2 separate regions of the Zea mays genome follow, and region 2 is linked to region 1. Evidence: chromatin contacts called from public Hi-C data. All regions are on one chromosome and are shown on one strand. The core of a region is the stretch at or near the end of the contact, and the rest is flanking DNA. Distances in the headings are between cores, read along the strand shown. Region 1 holds the start of LOC100283598. Region 2 holds the start of LOC100274512.

The links. Hi-C and Micro-C count contacts between places; a contact is called where the count stands out from the background.
Region 2: a Hi-C map of ear shows a contact between it and region 1, with 1.8 times the contacts expected there. The contact joins the promoter of LOC100274512 here to the promoter of LOC100283598 in region 1. A contact is called at or near these places in 3 of 25 Hi-C or Micro-C datasets (ear, leaf and tassel).

Annotation. Positions count from the first base shown.
Region 1 is chr6:161,431,005-161,438,071 of Zm-B73-REFERENCE-NAM-5.0, reverse strand. It overlaps LOC100283598, which reads left to right and starts at 3,325. Exons shown (of 5, transcript NM_001371952.1): 1 at 3,325-3,516; 2 at 3,886-4,071; 3 at 4,167-4,460; 4 at 5,651-5,884; 5 at 6,712-7,067. The coding sequence starts at 3,472.
Region 2 is chr6:161,592,047-161,599,219 of Zm-B73-REFERENCE-NAM-5.0, reverse strand. LOC100274512 reads right to left here and starts at 1,718. Exons shown (of 9, transcript NM_001148870.1): 1 at 1,436-1,718; 2 at 1,232-1,306; 3 at 620-721; 4 at 389-442; 5 at 144-236; 6 at 1-47. The coding sequence starts at 1,555.

The sequences.
Region 1 (7,067 bases), core at 2,076-4,575:
CCATGCGACAGACAGCCTCCACCAAACGGCTAGTTTGGTGGTTGGGGTTATAAATACCCCCAACCACCCCACATTCAAAATATCCAAGTTTTCCACCTTCCAACTACTTACAAGAGCTAGGCATTCAATACAAGACACACCCAAGTGATCAAATCCTCTCCTAATTCCACAAAAGCTTTAGTGTTAAGTGAGAGAGATTTGTTGTGTTCTTTTGAGCTCTTGCGCTTGGATTGCTTTCTTTCTCATTCTTTCTTGAGATCAATACTCACTTGTAACCGAGGCAAGAGACACCAATTGTGTGGTGGTCCTTGCGGGGAAGTTTTGTTCCCGGTTGATTTGAGAAGAGAAAGCTCACTCGGTCTGAGGGACCGTTTGAGAGAGGGAAGGGGTTGAAAAAGACCCGGCCTTTGTGGCCTCCTCAACGGGGAGTAGGTTTGCGAGAACCGAACCTCGGTAAAACAAATCCGCGTGTCACACTCTTTATTCGCTTGCGATTTGTTTTGCACCCTCTCTCGCGGACTCGATTATATTTCTAACGCTAACTCGGCTTGTAGTTGTGATTAACTTTGTAAATTTCAGTTTCGCCCTATTCACCCCCCCTCTAGGCGACTTTCACGCGCGCTCTAGCGCGGGCATGTCGGGGATACGATCCCCGGACCTTGGGGCACATCAGTCAGCGAGCACACTGTGGAAAGGGTCTCTAACAACTAGGGCACATTGGTCCGTCGGAGTAGACAGATAACGTCTACCTTGGAAGAACTCGCCCCCGGACGAATCCCGTGGCACCGAGCCATGGTCAGGCGTGGCAGAACCAGACAGAGGGGTCGATCATGACGATGGAAAACCAGTCGAGTGGATCCCGCGCTTTGCTCGAGACCGACCTGTCATAAATAATCGACTGCACTAACTGCGCATAGCGCCGAGCCACAACGGAGGCGCCGGTCTACCTCCCACTCATGACCTACGAACCCCTCGGACCATAGAGCACTCATGAACTACAATCCCTTGGACTATGGCACATTTATGACCTGCGCATCCCCAATTAGTAGAGCACTCATCACCTATCGGGACGAGGCTTGGGTGCACAGACCGCTTGCAGCGTGCAACACGACGAGTCACACCAAGCCCAGGGCTACGAAGGCTAGGGGTCAGTATAGCTCAAATGATGGTGTCTTGTCTCACACCAACGTCGTCTGTAATAAAGAATACAGGACAACCAAACGACCGCAGGCACATGTGGCTTTAACCCATGGTAAGACGCCCAGTTTTACCATCGCCTGGTAGCTCATTCCCAAAGAAGCCACCACGGGTCGACCCCCCTCCTTAGCCTATAAAAGGAGGAGGCCACCCCCCGAACACGGGAACTTCCTTTCGGACGGACGACGCAAGGACGAACACCAGACGAGACGACGCCTAGAAGATCGACGAACAGGAGGAGGACCCCGATGCTGGAGCCTCGTCGCCAAGCTAAGACTTAGCTAGGACTCAACCTTTTAACCACCTCAACCACGAACAAGCGACTTCGGAGCCTCTCCTCACTCTCTCGCACTGCTTGTAACCCCTATTACGAGCTTCGATCATCAATGGTATCGGTAGCGCAAACCGTTGATGATTGGATGTAGGGACATTCTGCCCAAACCAGTCTAAACCTTGCGCCCACCGCGCACACCGTCCGGAGCCCGGAACACGAACAATAAATCTACTTGTCGAAGCGAGGTTTGAAACACCGACAGTTGGCTTGCCAGGTTGGGGACTTGCACGTTCCACGACGATGTTCTTCAAAGCTCCTAATGGCTGGCAACGACGTTGACATGGTCAGGACTCCCGGAACAACCATCAGTTTTGGGAATCTTGATTTCATTGTCGGTAGTAAGGAAACAATGGGTCGGGCCTCGAAAGCCCTGGTTCCCTGGATGAGCAAATCACTCGACGTCATCGAAGGGTTTGGCTACCTGTGGCTCGGTCCTTCAGGAGGTGGCGACCAGCAACGGCGCGTGCCACAACCCGCTTTCGCCGAGGTCGCGGGTATGCTAGGCCCCATCTAGGGTCTATTTCGCGACCTCCTCTCGCCAGAGTCAGAAAGCGAACTGGTTCCCATGTCAAGTGGGATTGGTCGCGACTGGACCTAGGAGTGCCTCATGGTCACCTCGGTAGGGGACCCCTCTTCTTATGGAGAACCTAGAGGAGGCCCCACTAGTGCTGCGATATACACCGTAACTTCCGCCCTGCTTCGATTCGACCTGTTATCCCAGGAACTGTCCTCGGGACAAGGCTTCACTAAGGGCGGTCGAGGTTCCATAACCAGGAGGTGGGGCTGCCACGACGTCGAACGGTGTGACTGCGACGTAGTTTTTGGCCAACACACGCCATAGCGTTTAGCGCCCGCTGCCGCCGCTTGACCTACAGTGGGGTTGGCTCACCGCGATTTCCCCGAGCAAGCTAGAACGTCGTGCCGCCACAACGCTTTTGGACAAACTCCTCGAGGCGAAAACTCCAAGCGAACAAAGGACCCACCAAGGAATTTGGGGCTTCCTCAAACTCGCAGTTTGGCAGCAGCCAGCAGGTCGAATCTTCTACATCACAACATTAGGAACTTAGGGTTGACCGATGCACCACATTCATGCCATCGAGGAACGACGCCATGCTGGGGCAGCCGCCCGGATCCGAGAAAGGCACGGAACGAACCTCGCTCTGTCGGCGCCTAGGGCTTGGTAGAAGAGCGCGTAGCACGCCCAATCCAGAAAAAAGAAAGAGAATACAGAGGGGGCTAGACATAGAACAACTGGTGTCGCAGAGGCCCCTTCAATCCTGATGAGGACCTAAGCCTAAGCCCCCGCCCCGATACCTCGGGCTTTTAGCCACCGCATCCTTCAGGCACCCGTTATGTTTGGGCTAAGCTTATTTAAATTTTAATTTTATGAAAATAGCTAGCTCATTAATAGTACGAGTATGACATAACAAATTACCGTTGTAACGTATGAAGATATTTGCTAATTATTGTCAAAATATAATCTTCTAAGATTGACGATATGAGCGTTTCCTTGCTAAAAGAAGGGTAACTGTTTACATACATGCGCATTTGTTTATTTCCCTAAAAGACAAGGTGTCATGTGCAATAACACTGAAACTGAGTCCCCCTCTTGTCCGGCCGCCGCTGCCAGCTTGTATCTCGTAATATCTTACTCATTTTTTCCGTTAAAAAAGAAAAGCTTTTCATTTTACACCTCACCTCCCCGTCCCACCACGTACAAAGGCGACGCGAGCAGCGTTTGCTTCCCTTTCCCTGCTGTGCTCGGCCTCGCCGCTTCCTCTGCCCTGGCTCAACGATTCCTCCGCTTTTCCTTTTTCAAAATCGCCCTTTCCTCGTGCGCGTGTCGACTCCTTCCTGCTCGCCGCCGGGTCTGGGCTGGGTGACGCTGCCTCGGATGAGGCCGCGCTGACCGGAGCCGTAGCCGGACCACCCGCCCACCCATGGCGCGCCCGCAGCGCGTGTATGAGGCTTGGAAAGGGAACAATGTAAAGATCCTGCCCTCTCTTTCCCCTGCCCCCCTCGCTTCATCTTATTAGTTCTTGAACCGGGAATCTGGGTTGCACTGTTCGGTTCTTTCGTGGGGAATTCCGCTTCCGCTTCTTGCTGTACGGGGTCGTTTTGGTAGAGTTGGTTCGCGTCTGGTCTGTACTTATTATGCCAGCGTGCTGTTTAATACTTTATCGTTCTCGGCGATTCCAGGCACGAACATGAACAGTAGATTGCGTGGGATGCGTGGCTCATGTTATCTTGTTTGCTGTCCTGTGAACCTGTGTGTGTGTGTGTGTGTGTGTGTGTGTGGAACTGTCAATGTGCGGCCCTACTGCATTCTGACGTAGTTCGTTCGCTGTCTGCAGAAATTCTTCTTTGGTGGGAGGCTCATATTCGGACCTGACGCCAAGTCACTGATCCTGTCTGTTTCGCTCATTGTGGCCCCGGTATTGGTCTTCTGCGGATTCGTTGCTCGGCATCTTCGCCACCACTTCCCGGCTTACAATGCTGGATATGCGATTCCTGCGGTAGCTGTAGTGTTTATGATTTATGTGAGTTCTGTGTGCTGATTCCTGCTGGTATCGATCAGTTAGCATTCGCGATATGCTCTTGGCTGAGCACGGATCATTGTTTTCCTTCTGTGTAGGTGCTAGTCCTGCTCTTGATTACATCAGCGCAGGATCCTGGGATCGTTCCCCGCGCAGCCCACCCGCCGGAGGATGAGTTTTCTTATGGCAACGCTTTGTCTGGGGGCACGCCTGGGAGGCTACAATTCCCCCGTGTAAAGGAAGTACTGGTTAATGGGATGCCTGTGAAAGTGAAGTATTGTGACACCTGCATGATTTATCGGCCTCCTCGATGCTCACACTGTTCGATATGCAACAATTGTGTAGAGCGCTTTGACCATCATTGCCCCTGGGTTGGACAATGCATTGGGCAGGTAGATAGTCCTATTTCTCTACTGTAATCTAGCGTATTTTTTATGATTTGTTGCTGTATCAACTAGCAAACATAAATAGACCCTGAACATGTTGATTTCACATGTCTGTCAAAAAAGCATGTACTTTTCATATGAATATGTCTAGATTCCTGGAATATCTACACACAAGAGAAGTGTTACACAATATTTGTTGTTCCTCTGGTTATTGCTTATAAATGCATTCGCTTCGTTTTGCACTTTTCTTATATGGTGTGATGCTAGTCAGCCTGCTTTTAGTTAAAATATTTCGAGTACTCTAGAACACAGGCTGGAACCTTGTTCCATTATTTTTTAAAAAGTACTCTTGACGGCTCAAAAAAAGTAAGTGAATGCAAATCAAATGGTTCAATGCTGTGCAAGCATAGTATATAAGTGCCAGAGGGAGGTTGGAATAGCCTTATATGAGTTTTCTTATATGGGCTTTGTTTGGTGTTGGATTGTGTCACATACCTAGAATTTCAGGCCTTCTTAACTAAGGTTATATGCATACCAATAGTAGTGATGAAACTGTGTGATGTGGTGCTCTCTAATGTCTCCTTCTGAGTTCAGCTTTAGCATAGAAATAAGACAGGTTAAGAAAAAACAGTCATATTGTAGTAGCATTGTAATTGTAATGCACTTGCCACCATTTGACATAGTTAACACGTTCACCTACTTAGTATACCAGACATATAACTGTTGTATTTCCTTGACATAAATGTGAACCTTTGGTGGGCATGGGACATGCTTCTTTACTTAATGTTGTTTGCTAGGTGGACATGCAACATGTTTATGTACTTATTTTTGCACTCTCAACATAGGTGCATGATTATGTTTCTATTAGGTGGAGTCTGACCTTATTCCAGCCTGACCAGTTTCTCAAATATGCATAACTGGCAGTAAATCCTAGGAACTACAGTTGTATTAGTTTTCCATGATAGTTTTTATAAGTTATGCACTGGCAAAAGAACTGTTGAATTCTGTAATCCAACTAAAATCCCCTCCATTACACAAGATCAGCTACTTGAAATATTTAGTTCTAAGTGCGAGGTCCTCAGAACTTTCATGTTGAAAGAATGATTTCTTACAATCTGTAGGAATTTTTTCTTCAGTTTCTCCTTGATTGCCTTCTTTTAACCTGATCTTTACTGGCTCACTTTTACAATGTGCAGCGCAATTACCGGTACTTTTTCATGTTTGTTTCTTCCTCGACTCTTCTCTGCATTTATGTATTTGCAATGTCAGCCTTGTACATCAAGTTTCTCATGGATGAGGATTATCCAACAGTATGGAAGGCTTTCAAACACTCTCCCGCTTCTTTGGGGCTTCTGATATATTGTTTCATTGCTCTCTGGTTTGTTGGTGGACTCACTGGATTTCATTTGTACCTCATTAGCACCAACCAGGTTAGTTTCTTCAATTTGAGATTGATTAGTTAATTTGTTTTCTATACCAAGAATTTATTTTCTTCATGATGCTAGTTCTTTTAAAGTATGTACTTGAAAAATCAAATACTATCCAGAAGTGTCGGGACATGCTTGTGGTAATTCATGTCCACTAGCTTAACTGTATCTATTATTTTTGAGTTGGTTCCATGTAAAATATTAAGACATTATTTTGGTTTGACCATTTGATGTTTATCAACTTAAAGACTCTATAGGTATGCTCTAAAAATCAAAAGGGCACATTTTTCATATATTCCGCCATGTAATTGGGATTTTGGTTACTAGTCTTTTTGTGGTGGTGGTAGCGGTGGGGGTTATAGGGCCAAGCTCCTGCCTTAATCAAGACAAACAATGTTTACAGCATCCAGGTGAATTACACCCTCCTGTCAGTACCCCAGGAAACAGATTGAAAAACCAGCTAGTAAGGATAAAACAAACTCCGTGCCCCTCATATATCTTTCATGAAACACCAAGAGAAGCTAAATTCGACCATTTCCCAGACTCAACTGCGTCCTCCACATATGAACACTTGGACAGCAACCCTTCTGCTTCGGCGGGTTGGATCTTGTCCTTCCAGTTCATAGCAATTAAGAATAGAAATCTTCTCCCAGTGGTGCCATTCATCAGCATGTCGACCTTGCTGGGCTTACTGCTATCATTCTCACCTTGGCAACAAGTCTATATCTATATCCATAGAGTGCTTGGTTATGTGTCCAACCTTGATACTAGTTTCATAATGAATGAAGCAACTCTGCAGTTTTCTGTTCTGACGCTCTGATTTTTTGCAGACCACGTACGAGAATTTCCGATACAGATCAGACAGCAGGCCTAACATCTATAGCCAAGGATGTCTGAATAACTTTCTACAAGTCTTCTGCAGCAAGACAAAACCTTCTAAACACAAGTTCCGGGCCTACGCGCAAGAGGAAGTGCGGCCTCCAACGGTTAGCTTCGGCAGGGAGGTCGATGAGGAACCGGTCGGCGGGCCTCGGCCGAAAGTTGAGGACGATCTTGAAATTGGTACCGATCTTCTGAAGATCTCTCAGCGGCGCAACTACGAGGACGTCGATGCAGAAACGGGAGGCCGTCGCAGTCGCAGCAGCGAGGTGGAAGGCACGGCCAGTGCCAGACCTGCTGTGGCGTG
Region 2 (7,173 bases), core at 469-2,968, 160 kb before region 1:
GCTGGTGTCCCCACTGCTGACTTTGGCCTTGAATGTAGTACTGATGACTGTTACGAATTAGCAATTAAATGTTATTCTCAAGCAAGCTCACAGACATGTCAAAGAATTTAAAGCTACCAATACAACGAGAAATTAGTGACAACCTTGGAGTAGCCAAAATCACATATCTTAAGCCGTGGAGCTGGGCTGCCATCCAAGAGAACATTCTCCAGCTTCAAATCTCTATGACATATTTGCTGAAAAGTAGACAAGATTCCAGCATTTAAGCATATGTTCAGGCCCCACTGGTAAGTAATTAAAAAAAACACACCTACACTTCCCACAAGAAAGCATATCTAGTACTATGTGAACTGTAACTACTAGACGCTAATTTATAGTTTCTTCATACCATGTGATGGCAATAGCTCACTCCACAGATCAACTGCTGGAAGAAATACCTGGTCTACAATGAGCAGAAGAGAATATATTAAAATTTGTTATGGGGGATTAATAACACATTAAGGGCTAGTTTGCCACTAATTTCCCTTGGGAAAATGAAAATCCCTTGAGAAAATGTAGTTGTCAAACTAACCCTAAGGCTAGAATAGTACTCAAACAACATCCAAAAATAATATAATACCTCATCCTCGCTAAATCGCCCACGATCTACGATTCGATCAAATAGTTCACCACCAGCCGCATACTCCATCACAATTGCAAGATGAGTTGGAGTTAGGATCACCTGCAGAATTTTTTCCCATAATGGAATAAGCTTTTGAGTTGGTGGTCGTTTATTTAGCAAGTATATATTTATATAAAGTAATAGAAAATAATGTTATATGTATAGTACTAGAGTCTAGAGAAACTAAAAGGGAGAGAGATAAACTTGGCACACACTTCGAATCTAAGCAACTTATTTCCCAAATAATTTAAACCCAACTATCTGGCACCTTAATACTGATCCACAAATCCTAAAAGGCAAAATTTTGGGCAGCCAGCTTGATTGCTTCAATGCAATCTCGATTCTCAAAAACAAATGCTCATAAACACAACAAATTAAGAAGAAGATGAACCCTGCGTCAGAATTTCCGCGTCATCGGCGCCTCCTTCAACCGCACAAAAGCACGCACACCGCATAGATCAAAGTCTCTTTTTTACCCCGAAGCCTACAGATATACCTAATACCAGGACAAAAGGGAGTAATAAACGATCGAGAAATATCCGCGCTCCTTATTGGCACACGCACACGCACCTCTATGAACTGGATGATGTTAGGGTGCCGCAGCGACCGGTGGTTGACGATCTCGCGGTACACATTCTCGTCGATCTGCGGGGGCGAAAAAAGCGCACCCGATCAGCACAACAATTAAAATCAGAACCACCGATCCAAACCCTCGACAAACCAACCCGACCCAAACCCTTCGAGTCGAAAGAGCAGAGAAGCCAAGGTTCGGACCCGGTGGCCTCGTTCGATGAGCTTGACGGCGACGAGTTCTCGGGTCTCGCGGTTGCGCATCAACCGCGCTACCCCGAAGTTGCCCGACCCGATGTCCCGAACAGCCTCGTACTTGTCCATGATCCCGACCCCGTCGTCCGCCGCGCGCGTCAGCGCGGTGGCATGCGGGAGCACGTTCGCGGGGCAGGAGGTGGGGAGGAAGGGAAAAGGCAGGGGAGCTAGGCGAGCGGGAGGGCGAGCTCGACGAATCGGCGGGCGGAGGAGGCGGTGTGGTGTGGTCTCCTCGGGCGCGGTCGTGTCGCTTTCTGGTGTGGCGCCCTGCTGGAGGTTTATATATAGGAGATGCACGGGGGACGGTGGGTGCTAGGTGGGCCCTACAGTCAGTGCCTTGTGGCGTGTCCATGAAGGAAGCGCTGCTTGTATTTTTATTTTTATCGTAGTAACGGATTCTGTGCGCTTTGTTTATCGAATCAGCGAGGAAGGAGGAAGTAGGGCTCTTTTTAATGCTCTAGCGTCGTTTCATTCAGGATAAAAAGGAGCCGGGTGTAGGACGACAACCGAGCGGATCTAAGACAATGCACGCGCGTATACCTACCTACCTTAACTAAGGGCCTGTTTGGAGGCTGACGTCGAGCGCCACACCCCGCCTAAGATACGGCGGCCGATTCGACCGCCACAACTGCGGCGCGCGGTGTGGTGTTTGCGGCAGCAATCCAAACGCGCCTTAGAACCCAAAGTAGCCCTTAAGTAGGAGATATAAATACTTATTCGAATATGATCTGTCTAACGCTCGTTTGGATCATTGGGATTAAATTTCATTCTAATAATAATAATTTAGCCATATATCAATTAAACTAATTTATTTTTATGCAAAATATATTTGTATACTGTTATTAATAAGATGTCGGAGATATTTATTTGCTACATTTTTACTATAGAGAAGTAAATATAGAGGAGTAAAAACGAAGAATGTCATGTAAGTTACAGAGTAGAAACAAAGTCTACTAATGCATAAAACCATTTCTCATCCTCCACCCCGTGAATTTGAGATAGGATTATATCTGAACTTTGTAAAGTGGTGGAATGTTAAATTGCAAACTGAAAGTCGCCTAGAGGGGGTGGATAGGCGGAAACTGAAATTTATAACTTTAAACACAACTACAAGTCGGGGTTAGCGTTAGAAATAAATTCGAGTCCGAAAAAGAGGGTGAAAACAAATCACAAGCAAATGAAGAGAGTGACACGGTGATTTGTTTTATCGAGATTCGGTTCTTGCAAACCTAATCCCCGTTGAGGTGGTCACAAAAACCGGGTCTCTTTCAGCCATTTCCCTCTCTCAAACGGTCACCTAGACCGAGTGAGCTTCCTTCCTTGATTTCTCGGGTCACTTAGACCCCGCAAGGACCACCACACAATTGGTGTCTCTTGCTTCGCTTACAAGGCTTTGAGAGTAAGAATGAGAGAAAGAAGAAAAGCGATCCAAGCGACAAGAACTCAAATGAACACAAAAATCTCTCTCTCACAAGTCACTAAGTGTTTGGAGTGGTTTTGGACTTTGGAGAGGATTTGATCTATTGTTTGTGTTTTGAAGTGAAGTCTAGAGCTCTTGTATTGAATGCAATATGCTGGAAACTTGGATGCCTTGAATGGTGGTGGTTGGGGTATTTATAGCCCCTGAAAGGGAATTAGGCTTACACCTAGTCCCTAATTAATTTTGGTGGTTGAATTGCCCAACACAAATAATTGGACTAACTAGTTTGCTCCAGTGTATAAGTTATACAGGTGTTAAAGGTTCACACTTAGCCAATAAAAAGACCAAGAGTTGGATTCAACAAAAGAGCAAAGGGGTCAACCGAAGGCACCTCTGGTCTGGCGCACCGGACTGTCCGGTGTGCCACCGGACATGTCCGGTGCACCAGAGGACTCCAACGCAAACTCGCCACCTTCGGGAATTTCCAGAGGCGACTCCGCTATAATTCACCGGACTGTCCGGTGTACACCGGACAGTGTCCGGTGCGCCAAGGAAGAGCGGCCTCAGGAACTCGTCGGCTTCGGGAATCTCCAACGGCTAGTCCGCTATAATTCACCGGACATGTCCGGTGTACACCGGACTGTCCGGTGCAACGGCTATTCGGCGCCAACGGCTACCTGCGACGCAATTAATGCGCGCGCAGCGCGCGCAGAAGTCAGGCGCGCCCATACTGGCGCACCGGACAAGGTACAGTGCATGTCCGGTGTGCACCGGACATCCAGGTGGGCCCACAAGTCAGAAGCTCCAACGGTCAGAATCCAACGGCAGTGATGACGTGGCGGGGGCACCGGACATGTCCGGTGTGCACCGGACTGTCCGGTGCGCCATCGAACAGACAGCCTCCCAACGGCCACTTTTGGTGGTTGGGGCTATAAATACCCCAACCACCCCACCATTCATAGCATCCAAGTTTTCCACTTCTCAACCACTTACAAGAGCTAGGCATTCAATTCTAGACACACCCAAAGTGATCAAATCCTCTCCAATTCCACACAAAGCCTTAGTGACTAGTGAGAGTGATTTGCCGTGTTCATTTGAGCTCTTGCGCTTGGATTGCTTTCTCTCTTTCATTCTTTCTTGTGTTCAATACTCACTTGTAACCGATGCAAGAGACACCAATTGTGTGGTGGTCCTTGCGGGGAGGTTTTGCTCCCGGTTGATTTGAGAAGAGAAAGCTCACTCGGTCCGAGGGACCGTTTGAGAGAGGGAAGGGTTGAAAAAGACCCGGCCTTTGTGGCCTCCTCAACGGGGAGTAGGTTTGCAAGAACCGAACCTCGGTAAAACAAATCCACGTGTCACACTCTTCATTTGCTTGCGATTTGTTTTGCGCCCTCTCTCGCGGACTCGTTTATATTTCTAACGCTAACCCGGCTTGTAGTTGTGTTTATATTTGTAAATTTCAGTTTCGCCCTATTCACCCCCCCCCTCTAGGCGACTATCAATTGGTATCAGAGGCCGGTGCTTCATTAGAGCCTAACCGCTCGAAGTGATGTCGGGAGATCACGCCAAGAAGGAGATGGAGACCGGCGAAAAGCCCACTACAAGCCACGGAAGCACTTCATCGGAAGAGTCCCGCACCAAGAGGAAGGAGAAGAAGAAGAGCTCCTCCAACAAAGGGAAGGAGAAGAAATCTTCTTCTCACCACAAAGAGAAGAAGGAGAGATCTTCCTCTCACAAGCCACATCGGAGTGGGGACAAGCACAAGAGGATGAGGAAAGTGGTCTACTACGAGACCGACACTTCATCAACATCGACCTCCGGCTCCGATGCGCCCTCCGTAACTTCTAAACGCCAAGAGCGTAAGAAGTTTAGTAAGATCCCCTTACACTATCCTCGTACATCTAGACATACTCCATTACTTTCCGTTCCATTAGGCAAACCGCCAACCTTTGACGGTGAAGATTATGCTAGGTGGAGTGATTTAATGAAATTTCATCTAACCTCACTCCACAAAAGTATATGGAATGTTGTTGAGTTTGGAGCACAGGTACCATCCGTAGGGGATGAGGATTATGATGAGGACGAAGTGGCCCAAATCGAGCACTTCAACTCCCAAGCCACAACCATACTCTTGGCCTCTCTAAATAGAGAGGAATACAACAAGGTGCAAGGGTTGAAGAATGCAAAGGAAATTTGGGACCTCCTCAAGACCGCGCACGAGGGTGATGAACTAACAAAGATCACCAAGCGGGAAACGATCGAGGGGGAGCTCGGTCGCTTTCGACTTCGCCAAGGGGAAGAGCTACAAGACATGTACAACCGGCTCAAGACTTTGGTGAACCAAGTGCGCAACCTCGGGAGCAAGAAGTGGGATGACCACGAGGTGGTTAAGGTTATTCTTAGATTACTCATTTTTCTTAACCCCACTCAAGTTCAATTAATTCGTGGTAATCCTAGATATACTCAAATGACCCCCGAGGAAGTTATCGGGAATTTTGTGAGCTTTGAATGTATGATCAAGGGCTCCAAGAAGATCAACGAGCTTGATGAACCCTCCACGTCCGAAGCACAACCGGTGGCATTTAAGGCGACAGAGGAGAAGAAGGAGGAGTCTACACCGAGTAGACAACCAATTGATGCCTCCAAGCTCGACAATGAGGAGATGGCTTTAATCATCAAAAGCTTTCGCCAAATCCTCAAGCAACGGAAGGGGAAGGATTACAAATCCCGTTCCAAGAAGGTTTGCTACAAGTGCGGTAAGCCCGGTCACTTTATCGCTAAATGTCCATTATCAAGTGACAGTGACAGGGATAACGACAAGAAGGGAAAGTGGAAAGAAAAGAAGAGGTACCACAAGAAGAGGGGCGGCGATGCCCACATGTGCCGCGAATGGGACTCCGACGAGAGCTCCACCGACTCCTCCTCCGACGAGGACGCCGCCAACATCGTCGTCACCAAGGGACTCCTCTTCCCAAACGTCGGCCACAAGTGCCTCATGGCAAAGGACGGCAAAAGGAAGAAGGTAAAATCAAGATCCTCCACTAAATATGAAACCTCTAGTGATGAGGATAATGCTAGCAATGAGGAGGATAACTTGCGCGTTCTTTTTGCCAACCTTAGCATGGAACAAAAGGAAAAACTAAATGAGCTAATTAGTGCCATCCATGAAAAGGATGACCTCTTGGACTCCCAAGAGGACTTCCTAATCAAGGAAAATAAAAAGCATGTTAAGGTTAAAAATGCTTATGCTCTAGAGGTAGAAAAATGTGAAAATTTGTCTAGTGAGCTAAGCACTTGCCATGAGACCATTAACAACCTTAGAAATGAAAATGCTAGATTAATTGCTAAGGTTGATTCTCATGTTTGTATTGATTCAATTCCCGATCTTAGAAATGATAATGATGATTTACTTACTAAGATTAAGGAATTGAATGATTCTCTTGCTAGCCTTAGAGTAGAAAATGATAATTTGATTGCTAAGGCTAAAGATTTTGATGTTTGCAATGTCACTATTTCCGATCTTAGAGATAAAAATGATATATTACGTGCTAAGATTGTTGAACTTAATTCTTGCAAACCCTCTACATCTACCGTTGAGCATGTGTCTATCTCTAATAGATGTAGAGATATTAATATCAATGCTATTCATGATCACATGGCTTTAATTAAACAACAAAATGATCATATAGCAAAACTAGATGCTAAAATTGCCGAGCACAACTTAGAAAATGAGAAATTTAAATTTGCTCGTAGCATGCTTTATAATGGGAGACACCCTAGCATTAAGGATGGCATTGGCTACCAAAGGGGAGACAATGTCAAACTTAGTGCCCCTCCTAAAAGATTGTCAAATTTTGTTAAGGGCAAGGCTCCCATGCCCCAGGATAACGAGGGTTACATTTTATACCCTGCCAGTTATCCTGAGAGCAAAATTAGAAGAACTCATTCTAGGAAGTCTCACTCTGGCCCTAACCATGCTTTTATGTATAAGGGTGAGACATCTAGCTCTAGGCAACCAACCCATGCTAAGTTGCCTAGAAAGAAAACTCCTAGTGCATCAAATGATCATGCTATTTCATTCAAAACTTTTGATGCATCATATGTTTTGACTAACAAATCCGGCAAGGTAGTTGCCAAGTTGGTTGGGGGCAAACACAAGGGCTCTAAGACTTGTGTTTGGGTACCCAAAGTTCTTGTGTCTAATGGCAAAGGACCCAAAACCGTTTGGGTACCTAAAGTCAAGAACTAAAATTGTTTTGTAGGTTTA